Regions from separate parts of the Zea mays genome. Here all the other regions are linked to region 3. Evidence: chromatin contacts called from public Hi-C data. All regions are on one chromosome and are shown on one strand. The core of a region is the stretch at or near the end of the contact, and the rest is flanking DNA. Distances in the headings are between cores, read along the strand shown. Region 1 holds the start of LOC103627383 (cyclin-dependent kinase G-1-like). Region 2 holds the start of LOC100283061. Region 3 holds the start of LOC103627382 (pentatricopeptide repeat-containing protein, mitochondrial-like).

Region 1 (4,276 bases), core at 41-2,540, 210 kb before region 3:
CTTGACCTTCTTCAAAGCAACTATCTCACCAGTTTTCTTGTCTCTCACCCTAAATACGACTCCATATGTACCCTCATTGATTGTGTTGATCCTCTCAAAGTCATCAATACTCCTACAGCCCTGAAGCATGTTAAAGCACCTACGTGGTGTTCGCACAACCTCAGGTGATCCAGACCTACGCATATTGCTCCTGGAATGAGTATCCAGCGAACAACCAACAGAAGAATCAATGCCATCACCCTCGTCTACCTCGATATTCCAGTTTTCACTACCCATTGAGTTAGACGAACTTGAGGAACTTCTTGATGTTTTACTGCCCATCGCTTCTCCCAGCTCTGAGCCCATGATTTTCTTTGTGGATTTCTGTTCAGGCAAATGAGCAGGTGGCACACTTTTCTTCTTCTTAGGCACAATCACCACTTCCTCCTCTTCAGCAGCATCCGCCCACCTTGAAGTAAAAATGTTTCTCGTTGCACAATCCTCTTCCCCCTCAGTAATCGCGTCCATCCTTTCAGCATCATTTGGAACTACCAAAACTTCTGGATCCATTGGTGAGCACCCACCAACCGCAGACATAGGGGGCGGCGAAGGAAGAGGGAGCTCCGCAGCTATGGCATCAGGTCCTCTCCTGCTCCACACCTCATCTCTTGCCCGCAGCTTTGAAACATTCGTATCGTGGAATCCAGGTGAGTGCTTCCTCTTCTTGCTTGCTGGCAACGCACCTCCATCCCTGCAGACCCCAAGACCCCCATCCTCCCTCAGCACTGGTGGGCGCCCACCAGACTCCGAGCCGCTATCGCTTGAGACCTCACCAGGCTCCTTATCGTCCTTCCTTTTTGAAGGTCGGCTCTTCGGTGGCGCATACGGCGAGCGGTGGCGGATGTACCCGTTGGGCACTTCACGGCCCCTGCTGCCATCACGGTGGCGATCCGAGTCGCGGTGGCGGCTCGAGTGGCGGTACTCCTTGCTCCTCCTAGAACGCTCCAGGTCGAACTCCCGCCTCCTGGCCACGTCGAAGCTCCTATAACCCCCGTGCCGCGCCGCAGCCATGGAGTGCTGCAAGCAAGAATCCCACGGAACGGAATCGATCCGAAGCAAACCCTAAAATTCGAGGCGGAATTCGACGACAAACCCTAGATCCCCTACCAAAACACAAAATCCAATAAAAGATTGGGACCGGATCAGGGAACACTCTGATCTGAGCGAGTTCGCTCGCGTCGAACACGATAGGCTAATTGGGAGTGGAGGCGACGCGGGCCGCCGGACGCGGAGCGGGCGAGCGGCGGAGAGAATGCCGGGTTATTAAGGCTGGAGGCTCGAAACAGGCAGGGAACGCGAATAAATAAAGGCAGACAGAACCGCGCGAGGGAAGGTAACTCGGAAACCGAACCGAACGTTCGGTTTTTTTATCTCAGAAGTTTGTTTTTCGATATAATACAAAAAAAACAAATTACCAATCTTTATCGATTCAAAAATTTAACTATTCCATTATGTAAACTAAACATGTGAAGCAATTAAATTACTACTCACATATTTATATGTGATGTATGATATATCTCTACATATTTATACCTATATAATTTTTACTTTTAAAAATTATTTGTAATTTATTATATAAATTTGGTGTATGTGTTGTCTTGATTATAAGTTTGGTATTTAGATTTTACCGAGAAACCAAAATAAAAACTGAAACCATGGTTTTTCATTTTCACGAAAACCAATTAGTTTCTAATGTCTAGAAAACCGAAAACCCGAACCGAAGTTTAAAAAACCGGATGTTAAGCCCTACGGCAACCCCAGTTTGGTTTCCAAGTATAACAGTCGACTAAGAGCATGTACAACCCTATTAATTGAGAAGTCTATAGGATGTTAAGTACAAAAAAAATCGAGAAACAGACTCTTCGCAAAAAGTCTGTCTCTTCACGGCTTTCTATGCACATTATCTCTTAACTGCATTAATGTTTTAGAGCTTAGGGTTGTATGAGCACAGGGTTGTATGTTGCAGTTTCTTAGACTCACTCCAACAGGTGCCAGCCAAATCTGGCAGCTATTTTGCTCTTTGGCTGGCCCCTCCCGAATGCCTGCCCAGCTATCCGCGACGTGCATCCAACAGCAGAGGAAAAAAGAAAGAATGAAGCAAGGCAAATGATTGAGGGGACAGCTTGTCAGAGACAGGGGAAGAGAATGCCTGGCGCTCGAAGAGCAGGCAGAATGCCGTTTTCTCTCTCCTCCTGGTATTTTGGCTGGCGTGTATAGCTGTTCTGTTGGAAGGCTCAATTTTGAGCTACAATGCTCAGCGGCCAGTCATTTTACCTTTGCCTGCCTGGATAGCTGCTCCGTTGGAGTAAGCCTTAACCATCTATTCTAAGAGATTGCATAGTACAACCTTGAAACACTGGATCATCAATGCAACGAAGAGTCTGTGTCTTGTATTTTTTTCACTTAGATCCTAAAAATCTCTAAAAAAAATCTCATATTAAATAAAGTTGTACATACTCTTATCGTTGGAAATATCAGATACCGTGTCGGACTTAAGCTTCAAGCGGCCCGGTACATGATAGTTGAGGTTGGAGCGGCTAACGGATGACGGCGGACGCCACTGGACGAGCACATGGTAGGAAACTTCATTTAGCCGACTTCACGATGTCGGTTGATGTCGGTTTGATCAAAATTACCGAAATGTCGTTATTCAGAGTTCGGGCACGTATTTAATAAGAGCAGTTCCAACCCTCCACGTCAACCAGTTTTCATAACATTAAATAGACTGCCACATAGGTAAAATGATGATGTGACAAGAGCGTTAATGAAAGAAAGGAAACAAAATGAAGACACTGGGTCTCATGCAGGAAACCATGTCGGCTCAATCTCCAATGAGCTAGGACACCGCCCCAAATGCGTTGGAGGGCAAAACACCACTTCTACCACATGTTTTATGGGACCATAGTAAAGCCTCGGATACCATGCACGTAGCTTGCGACCCTCGGCATGTGTGAGTTTCGCCGTTTGGGTTGAAAGATGTAGTTTCTATAACTCATGTCTTGATGATGTGGCAGCATAGACTCTACTTATGGGCTTCATGGATTGGGACTGCTCTAAGGTGTTTAGTTTTGTGGAGTAAAGTTTAATATATATTATATCGAATGTTTGAATATTAAATATTATCTAATTAAAAAATATAGATAAAGACTAAATAATAAAATATTTTTTTAATCCTATGATTAACAAATTTTTAATGTAGCATCACATCAGTTAATTATAGAGTAATTAGGTTTAAACATTGGATAGCGCTAAAATTTAGTAGAGGAAAACGAACGAGCCTAAGTCTTGTTTAGTTTCTTTATTTGAGGAAATCAAAGATCGGAGTGTGTTTGGTTCTAGAAACTATAGTTTAGTTCACTACCGGAATTTGGCTCTTTGCCGAGTGCCATATTCTTTGCCGAGTGTTTTATTTCGGGCACTCGGCAAAGAGCTCTTTGCCGAGTGTCACGCAAAAAACACTCGGTAAAAGAAAACACTCGGCGAAGAACCTCTTTGCCGAGTGTTTTATTTTTGACACTCGGTAAAGAGTTTCTTTGCCGAGTGTCTTTTTTTGACACTCGGCAAAGGGCTCTTTGCCGAGTGTCACAAATACAACACTCGGCAAAGAGCTCTTTGCCGAGTGTTTTTTCTCCAACACTAGGCAAAGACAATTTAAAAATCACATTTTAAAGTAGTAAATTAATTCAAATGAAAAAGTTTTCAACTACAAATTTGTATAACTCATCATGATGTACAATTTATATATTGAACATTTCTTCATATGACAAAATAAAAATAAATTTGTTCATAAAACTTATATCTCTCTCGTAGTTTATGAAACTACGAGAGAGACGTATAGAATTTGTGCATATTGTTAAAACCATCATCTGAGATAAAAAATTACCAAACAACCAAAATAAACTTTGTAGATCTTGAGAAGTTATAGAAGTTTATAGTTGATAACTTTTTCATTTGAAGTCATATTGTCAACGAAAACTATGTCTGAATTTAAAAAAATTAAAATTTGAATTTTGAAAACGACTTCGAAAGGAAAAACCACCAACATGAAAGTTGTAGGTATTGAAGAGTTATGAAACTTTGTAGTTGACAATGTTTTAGTTTGAAATCATCTTGTTATGCAAAACTATGTTTGAATTTTGAAATTTGAATTTTTCAAACTGTCTCGGATGGAAAAACCACCAAAATAAAAGTTGTAGGTCTTGAAATGTAATGAAACTTTGTAGTTGACAATTTTTTA
Region 2 (4,370 bases), core at 12-2,511, 180 kb after region 3:
CTCGCTGATGAGCCCGGGGTGCACTTCATTTGGCAGCCCAGCCAAGAGTGATCGGTACTCACCATATCACGCGCGTTCGACGACTATTATATCAAGGATTGTGGCGTCATCTCGACACCGGAGGTGAGCAGAGGTGGACCGACAACAATGACCACTCGCCATCGTCGGGGTACCTTTTGTGCCGGCCTGCCTTTAATTCTCTTCGCAAACACACACTTGCATTTTTTGTTTAAGCAAGCGTGTATGGTGGTGCGTGCCTGATGACTAACGATGTACGACGGAACTTCTACCGGCAGGTGTGGCACGTGCTCTCCAATAATGAGACCATACAAATCTTGACATATATCGAAGTCTGCATGATACTGATGGTTGCAATGTAGTAGTGAAACAACTAAATTAAAATAACAAAATGTATGTATGGCTAGGATCATAAATGGATTATGAAATATTTAACAATATAAGACACATTTTATATATAAGTTATCATGGTATTATATGTTCCCGTTGCAACGCATGGGTACTGACCTAGTGTTGGTGTGATGTCAACAACGGAGAGAGTGGTGTCTATGAAACATTGCTATGTTAAAAAAACTTGTACGAGTTGATTGAATCATAAGTTGATATGTACTATAGCTTATGTCGACTTCGATTCCAGCGTAAACCCATATTCGATTAGGCTGGAGCGATTCTAGGTGAAAGTAATAATAAATTCACCGCTTATATTTTTTTTGTTATATGTATTCAACATAGTATATGCTTTTATTTTCTATGTGTGGTTTAAAAAAAGGTTATTGTTTATGTAGTGATTGGTTCATAATTTTAGAAGTGTGTAATTTTGAAACAAAAAACATGTTAAATATGTGACGTATAGCCAATAGCATAATAATCTTGAAGGTTGGATTTGGACGCTCAAAGTGACAAGCTAATAACATACTTCGTTTGTACCAATTTGATTTTTACCAAATTTGACTGTATTATTTTTTGAAAAAAAGTTTAAAGACATATTTGAAAATATATTATATTCTACAATATAAAGTTAAATGAACTAGTATAAAATATAAATTGGAACGAATGAAATATGCTATTTCTTTACCATGGATATGCTTTGAACTAGTGGACGTTGATATTTTGGTACATGAAAAATAGCAACGAGGCTCGAGGCAGGAGAATGACGGAAGCGACGACGGTGAGAGGCACAGAAGCAAACTTGTGATCGTACACGATATGCGGACAACGCCGCACCCTTCTATCTAGGCCAGACTAGAAGGGTAGAAGAAGCAACAACGGTCAAGGGCCTAGCTATTTGTTAACTCTGGCCCCTCACCTGCTCCCCTTCTGTCCAGCCCACGGGAGGGCGACTAGGGTTAGGGGCGACCGGAGGTCCCCGCGCCTGCCCAAATCCACCCATCCCTTCCGTTCAAGCCGCCGGAGCTCCCAGGCCGCTGGTGTCGAAGCCGTCGCCCCTTCCTTCCAGGCCCGCCTCCTCTCTGTCCGTTCTGTCTTGGTCGCCGAAGCTCAAGACCACAGTGTCAGGAAGTTCTCCAATCTTCCAGCCAAACACAATTCATCAGTCAGATACACTTTGACCGAGGAATTATTCAGAATCACTCCACGAGAGGATCAGCTTTCGAAGCTAGAGAAGCAGAGCTCTACCAAACAGGCCAGGACGTCTCTCAAATCCCCAGTTCAGTAACTGGCTAACTGTAGGAGAAGGAGAGAGAGATGGAGAACGGCGGCGCTAAAGGCGACGTCCCCGACGATGCGAACGAGCGTAAGGAATCATTCCCCAGCCCTCCGGTGGCCTCGTTCTTCCTCCTCTGCCTTTCTGCTTAGTAGGGCCGGCTTTCTGCATCCATGTTTTGTAACGTGGCGAAATCTTCCTTGTTTCCTCTGATATATAGATGATTTTGCCATTATCATCTTCGCCACAATGCAATCGGACCCAAAAATCATAAACACATATGGTCCCATCAATCATAGACACGGATGACAAAATAACATAGAGCCAAAACTCAGTGTCAAAATAGCAAATTTCTCGCTTCAAGGGTATTCGTGTTCCTGAACATGCTTTGTTTGGTGCTGCGCAGATTGCCCTGGAACACAGTCTGAGGAGGCAGGCAAGGCAGATGCCTGCGCTGGGTGCCCCAACCAGCAGATTTGCGCCACCGCCCCCAAGGGGCCTGATCCCGGTAATTGGATCTTTTCATATCCTTGTGTTGAATTCCACTCGATTCTGCTCTGGCGCTGGTTTACTGCAATCTCCATCATATCATTTTGTTTTATCAGTGGTTGCGGATTTGGCATTTTATGTTTTCAGTACAAAATTCTGACTAAAGCATTTTGGATTTAAAGGATTTACAACAGCTGCGAGCCTGCAAGTGCTTATATATACAAGTAAAGAAAGTCCATGTTCTAGTAGGAAGTAGCCTGTAGTTTTAGGCATTCCAGGTCCAAAAACAAGGGGAATTGAATGAGAAATTTTAGCACCAATAAAAGATTCTGGATTTGGACCAGACATGTATCCGCTCGATCCAATTATATGATTGAATGTATTTACGAATTGTTCAAAGTGAACTTTATCAGAGTAGTATTAAAACGATGTGACTGGCTAGGGAAGAAGGGTAGGGCTTGGGATGATGTGGCTCCTGTAAAGCAATTCATTGTGATCCAAATTTCAAAAAAAAAAATCGTTCTGAATTTCTGATCCAAACTTGTATAGTTGTAGGCTTGCAGTAAATGTTGAGGCTTGAAGATTTTCAGATTGAGCGGAAAGACAATGTGATTGTCCTCTAGTCCTGCACTGTATACTTAGTGGATGATAGAGACTACATCAAGTTTTCCATGACTCATCAATGCATAAATAAATGCTTGGCCTAAATGCATCTTCAACAAATCTAAATGTGCTTTAGCCACTGTAATTTATTCGATACATTTCACTGCAAAGCATCAATGTTTAAATGCCAAATGTATGATTGCCTTAACTTTTGTAGTCGGTGTCCATTTATCTTAAGCTAGGATTTTTTTTCATGCAGTTAAATGTGATTATACCATTAGCTGTAGGTGAGTGAATGAATTGTATATACGTGGGACACTGTTTACTTGCTGCTTGTATAGTGTCTGCTAGGTGAAAGTGAACTGATTGTTGACTGGTTGTATTTTGCAGATGTGGTTGCTATTGTTGAGAGGTTGGCTACTGTGAAACACAAATTGTTAGTTTTGTCTGGAAAGGGAGGTGTTGGAAAAAGCACATTCTCAGCCCAACTCTCGTTTGCCCTAGCTGAAATGGACCATCAGGTTGGCCTTCTTGACATAGATATATGTGGCCCTAGCATCCCTAAAATGCTAGGCCTTGAAGGACAAGATATTCATCAAAGCAACCTTGGCTGGTCACCTGTGTATGTTGAGTCCAACCTTGGTGTGATGTCGATTGGTTTCATGCTGCCTAATCCAGACGATGCTGTCATATGGAGGGGTCCCCGCAAGAATGGACTGATCAAGCAGTTCTTAAAGGATGTCGATTGGGGGGAGATTGACTATCTTGTTGTGGACGCTCCTCCAGGAACATCTGATGAGCACATCTCGATCGTGCAATACCTTCAAGCCACAGGAATCGATGGCGCGATAATCGTCACGACTCCGCAGCAGGTCTCTCTGATTGATGTGAGGAAGGAGATAAACTTCTGCAAGAAGGTCGGTGTTCCTGTCCTAGGTGTTGTGGAGAACATGAGTGGTCTGAGGCAGCCGCTTTCAGACCTCAGATTCATCAAGTCAGATGAGGCGGGCAAGACAGATGCGACAGAATGGGCCCTGAACTACATCAAGGAGAAAGCCCCTGAGCTTCTGTCGGTCATGGCCTGCAGTGAGGTATTTGATAGCAGCAAGGGAGGCGCCGAGAAGATGTGCCATGAAATGGGGGTTCCTTTCCTTGGTAAGGTGCCCATGGATCCGCAGCTGTGCAAGGCGGCTGAGGAAGGGAGGTCATGCTTTGCTGATCAGAAATGCAGTGCCAGTGCGCCGGCTCTTCGAAACATCGTGAAGAAGCTGATCAAGGCCGAGTGAGAAAATAATGTTGGCCTGCTGGGGAATCTGGTAGTGAGAAATGAGATGAAATGACAGATGCCAGAGTTCTCGTTACCAATATATATATATGTTACGGCGTTACACACTGAATCTGTATTAGTGCTTGTGTTGGACCTGTAAGTTTTTGTTCGTGAATAATCAGTGGGTGCACAGACTATTAAAAGCTTAGTTTCTGCTCTACCAAGTGGACTATGTTTGCTTGAACGATATGTACTGTACGCACCAGAACTGAATGAGAGTGTACGGTGTTAGCAATATCCCTGGCTGCGCTTCATTGATCTCTCGTGGCA
Region 3 (4,341 bases), core at 1,802-4,301:
CATGCCTTCCGGACATAGCTACCCTCAACAGGATGGTATATATTTATTCGATGAGAATCCCTACCAAAAAAAAGGGGTCGGTTGAAAACATGCCACTCAAATTTTTGAAAAATTGGAAACTAGTTTATTTTCAAGCCACTTCATGGCATCAAAATGAACTAATTATCTAATTTTGTAAAAGTTGAGTGAGATGTATACAACTAATCCAAAAACAAAAACAAAAACAAAACAAGGCTGCCTAGAGCTGTTGAATGGTAGAACTGATACTCAAATACTCAACTGGCCAAAAGCAGGCAACTAAGCTACTGCAACTCTGTCAAACGATCGTCACAGAGACTGTTCACCCCCGAACATAAGTTGCAACGACAGAAGGGTCTATATACCATGAAACAACCATTGGTTGGAGGAGCAAAGTAAGGCGAAACAAATGACTGCACTGACACAAGTAATAATAGACGATACTGAATAAAAAGACAAGCTGTAGTCAAGTGAAAGCATGTCACTTACCATATCGAATAGAAGATAACCTGCAGTCAATCGTATTTCCAAAGTAAGAATGTTATATGAAGTAGGGGAAATTAGCCAGAGGTCACCGAAAGTGAGGTTGCTTTACCAATGGACACCGAACACTCTAGTAGTTTGTGACAGGTTATATAGGCATGTACACTTTCGTTTCAGACTAAAGCCAAACGGATAGGCTGGGTGCCACACTAACACACCAAGCTCAACAATCGACAAAATAGTCACATGAAATGTAATAGCGTGTTAAGAAAAGCAAGGAAATGCAAAAGCATGGGCTCATGGCACTTGGTTACTGTACAAGGATCATCATCTGCAGTCAAATGAGGGTCTCAATCTTGCTATAATACCATGAACAAAAAGAGATGATATCTATACTACTCTATTAAGAACCTAATATGGACATTGATGCTACCACGACTTCACACTCCGCGTTGACACTCTAGACCCGCCCCACGCGCTGTGTCCTGTGGGTCCCACGCCCAACGCTCTCTCAGCTACTGCCCTGTGCCGCACAGCTAATGTGCGTAACCAGCACCCGACCCCGCCTGCGCTGCTACCACTCCGCGCAAAAAATAGTGCAGAACAAGCACTTGGACACACAACCCCTTGCTCCAGAAATTTGGAGCTAACCACCAGACCACACATATCTTAGTGTTTAGAAATAAACAATAATTACATTTGAATAAATATCTCAATACCTATTTATATGATATATAACAATCCTAGCAAAGCACTAGCAACTGGCTAGTAAGTGTAAAAAACAGAGATGATCCATCTTTTGTGAATATGCCTCTTGAGTTCTAGTTATGCTAAGTTAGGGATTGTTGCATAGTATTTTAATAATGACTAGCAAATAAATGAATCATATGGGAGAAGGCAATGCTATCGAAGTTACTGAGTAAGGCCAAAGAAACTTACATCATTCCGAATTCTTTCCACGTACGCTTCCATGTTTTGTCTCTGCATCTCACTCAAAAGTAACTCGCATGTTCTAGGCCTAGGTACAATTTCACTGCCTACCATCTCATCATAGAGTAGATAAGCCCAATCGGTCTCACCGACCTTGCAGAGACCATGGATCAGAAGGGTATATGTATCAAGATCTAACCCTAGACCATTTCTATCACGAAGCTCACTCAACAAACGGTGAACGGCAGCAGCTTGCCCTCTTCTACCAAGCAGCAGTCTAAGAAGTGGCTGATATGTCTGAAGATCAGGTTTGCAGGATTGTGCTTCCATCTCTTTCAGTACACCGAGCGCGTCATCATCTCGCCCATATTGGCAGAGAATTGATATCATCGTGTTATAGGTGGCCACGTTGCGGAGCACGCCATTCCTTGGCATCTCCACGCGAAACACTTGGTTGGCTTCAAACAAGTGACCTGCTCTACCGAGAAGGTTGATCAGGGCGTTGTAGAACAAGGTATCAGGCTTACAACCAGAGGACTTCATTCTATCAGAGACACTCAGAGCTTCTTCAAACCTTTCGCATTTTGTCAGTGAGGTCATGATCATCGTGTATGTGATCACATTCGGATGGCAGCCCTGAGAACCCATGGAATCAAGGACTTCGTAGACCCTCCTGAAGTTGCGCTGCTTGCAGTACGCCTCAAGAACAGCCGTGTATGTGATGACGATAGGAGGGAACCCCCTGGTTTTCATCTCCTCGATCGTCCACAGCGCCTCGTCAATCCTGCGCACGCTGCACCAACCATGGACGAAGATGTTGAAAGTGTACGCATCTGGTGCGATATGAGGGCTGAGCATGACAAAGACCTCGCGCGCCAGTTCGACTTTCTTCTCCTTGCAGAGCGCGTCCAGCAGCACATTCATGGTCTCCGTGTTCCTCTCCAGTCCCAAGTCCTCCAGCTGATCAAACAACAGAATGGCATCCCTCCACTTCCTCGCAGCGGCAAGCCTCCTGATGCTCTTGGCGACAGTGTCCACCGTGACGAGCCCCCTGCAGTGCATTTCGGACAGCAGATCCCACATCCGGTCGATCTGCCTCGTCTTCCCGAGCAGGTCGACCATCCGGCTGCAGGCGTACGGTGTGTGCGAGTAGCCGCCGCCCCGCGACTGCGCCCAAAGGAAGAAACCCAGCGCGGGTTTCCAGCAGTCCCCGCACCCGCGCAGCAGGCTGTCCGCGACGCCGCTCGTCAGCCGGACCTCGGAGCACTCTGCCGCCAGGGCCCGTACCAGGTCCTCGACGCTCCCCTTGCGCGCCCTGAGGAGCGAGCTCTTGATTTGTGCGGCCGCCGCCTCTTCCTCCGCCGTGAGTGCGGCGCTGTTGGAACTTTGGCTCGAAGGTGCGGCGCACGATGACGATCTGCGGAGAGAGAGGCGTAGCAGGGTCCTCCCGTCATCACAGCAACGCCCCCGGCGCCGGAGACCGCGCAGAGGCATCGGCAGACGATGTCCGCGGCCTGTCGCTCCCGCCGGCAGTTGGTTCAGCAGTGCTGAGCACCTGAGCTGCCGGTGCGGCGGCAGAGGGATAGGAAGTGCGTGCGCCGCGTTTCAGCGTTTAGGATGTGACGATCGACGAGGCTGCAAGCGCCGGACCGCTGCGACCGCGGCCCATGGCTTAAAAAGGCCCAATACTTTTTGGCGCCCGCTCAAAGGCCCACAGCCACAGCACACTGCATAGCAGTTGACTTATTTGCCCGTGTACCAAGTTACCAACCGCTCGGGTCACTTTTTCGAGACTCTATTTCTAAAGCTATCTCGAGTAGATCTCCTCCATCCATCTCCTATTTCAAATTTCTATCTATAAACATTATTAAACAATATCATTTATAGTTACATGTCCTCTATTTTCTATGCTCTACTAGAGACAATCTAACTTCGCTCTCGCCCAGTGTTCGAGCCCTGGTTGACGCACTATTTACCTAGAATTTTTAGGCATAGGGTACACAGTGTGAGTTTAGTAGTACTAGTAAAGTGCCCGTCCTAACTATACAACAAATCTAAAAAGACAATAAAGTGAATACACATTATAAATCATGTCAAAAGTGATTGAGATAACGAGGTGAACAAAAAATCTGAATCATGACACAAGTGAATACACATTAAGATTAAGTTATCCTGCAGCTCGTGTTTATCAGGGATAGGTCGGCGTCGGCCTACAGCAAGGACTCCAGGTCCAGGGACGAGAAGATGACCTCCTACAGCTCTAGGACCAACGCATCAGTAGGCTTCCAATCCATCTCGTAGATTCAGCCATTTCCGCCACCATTCCTGCGCTAGTCATAATCGGTTCTGCTGTGTCTCGCCCAGTCCCACACAATCTTGAGGAAGCTAATGAGCCGTGCAGTGCTGCAGTTTCTGTGATGGTTATGTGTAGCTCTTCAAATTCAATCCTATACTGCTTGCCAGTGACAGGGTCTCTATGTATAGCCATTGCAAATGAGAAAAACCAGTTCAACGAATTCTCAGATTGCAGTGACTGGACAAAGTTATGCGCCACCACCCTGATAAACAAAATGTTGCGACATTTTCAGATATGTAAAGGAACATGTTATTGTTTTTTTATTTCTCTTGGAAATATATTATATGAGTACAGTTCTTATAACTTTCACCATCGGGTTTCAAATATATATGTCATCTTTCACCAGCTCCACATCTACAACATGGTTGGAAGTAGTATACATAATGGTAATACAATGCAGAGTAAAACTACACTGACCGAAGCTGGTAATCTGCCACTGTCCTTGTGGACGAACATTGCTTCATACACTGGGAAATTGATCGCTACTATCAGCGCACATAGAACGACATGCACAAACATAGCTCCCAGACTCACCGCTCCTTTACGCAACTTTC

What was found. Hi-C and Micro-C count contacts between places; a contact is called where the count stands out from the background.
Region 1: a Hi-C map of leaf shows a contact between it and region 3, with 8 times the contacts expected there. The contact joins the promoter of LOC103627383 here to the promoter of LOC103627382 in region 3. A contact is called at or near these places in 2 of 25 Hi-C or Micro-C datasets (ear and leaf).
Region 2: a Hi-C map of tassel shows a contact between it and region 3, with 2.6 times the contacts expected there. The contact joins the promoter of LOC100283061 here to the promoter of LOC103627382 in region 3. A contact is called at or near these places in 5 of 25 Hi-C or Micro-C datasets (ear, endosperm, leaf and 1 more) and 2 of 3 datasets of contacts at active chromatin or transcription factors (leaf and seedling).

What each region holds. Positions count from the first base shown.
Region 1 is chr5:185,521,266-185,525,541 of Zm-B73-REFERENCE-NAM-5.0, reverse strand. It overlaps LOC103627383 (cyclin-dependent kinase G-1-like), which reads right to left and starts at 1,290. Exons shown (of 7, transcript NM_001346708.1): 1 at 1-1,290. The coding sequence starts at 1,050.
Region 2 is chr5:185,126,094-185,130,463 of Zm-B73-REFERENCE-NAM-5.0, reverse strand. It overlaps LOC100283061, which reads left to right and starts at 1,261. Exons shown (of 3, transcript NM_001155963.2): 1 at 1,261-1,771; 2 at 2,088-2,189; 3 at 3,164-4,339. The coding sequence starts at 1,723. The coding sequence ends at 4,059.
Region 3 is chr5:185,308,448-185,312,788 of Zm-B73-REFERENCE-NAM-5.0, reverse strand. It overlaps LOC103627382 (pentatricopeptide repeat-containing protein, mitochondrial-like), which reads right to left and starts at 3,051. Exons shown (of 1, transcript XM_008647675.4): 1 at 1,177-3,051. The coding sequence starts at 2,925. The coding sequence ends at 1,414.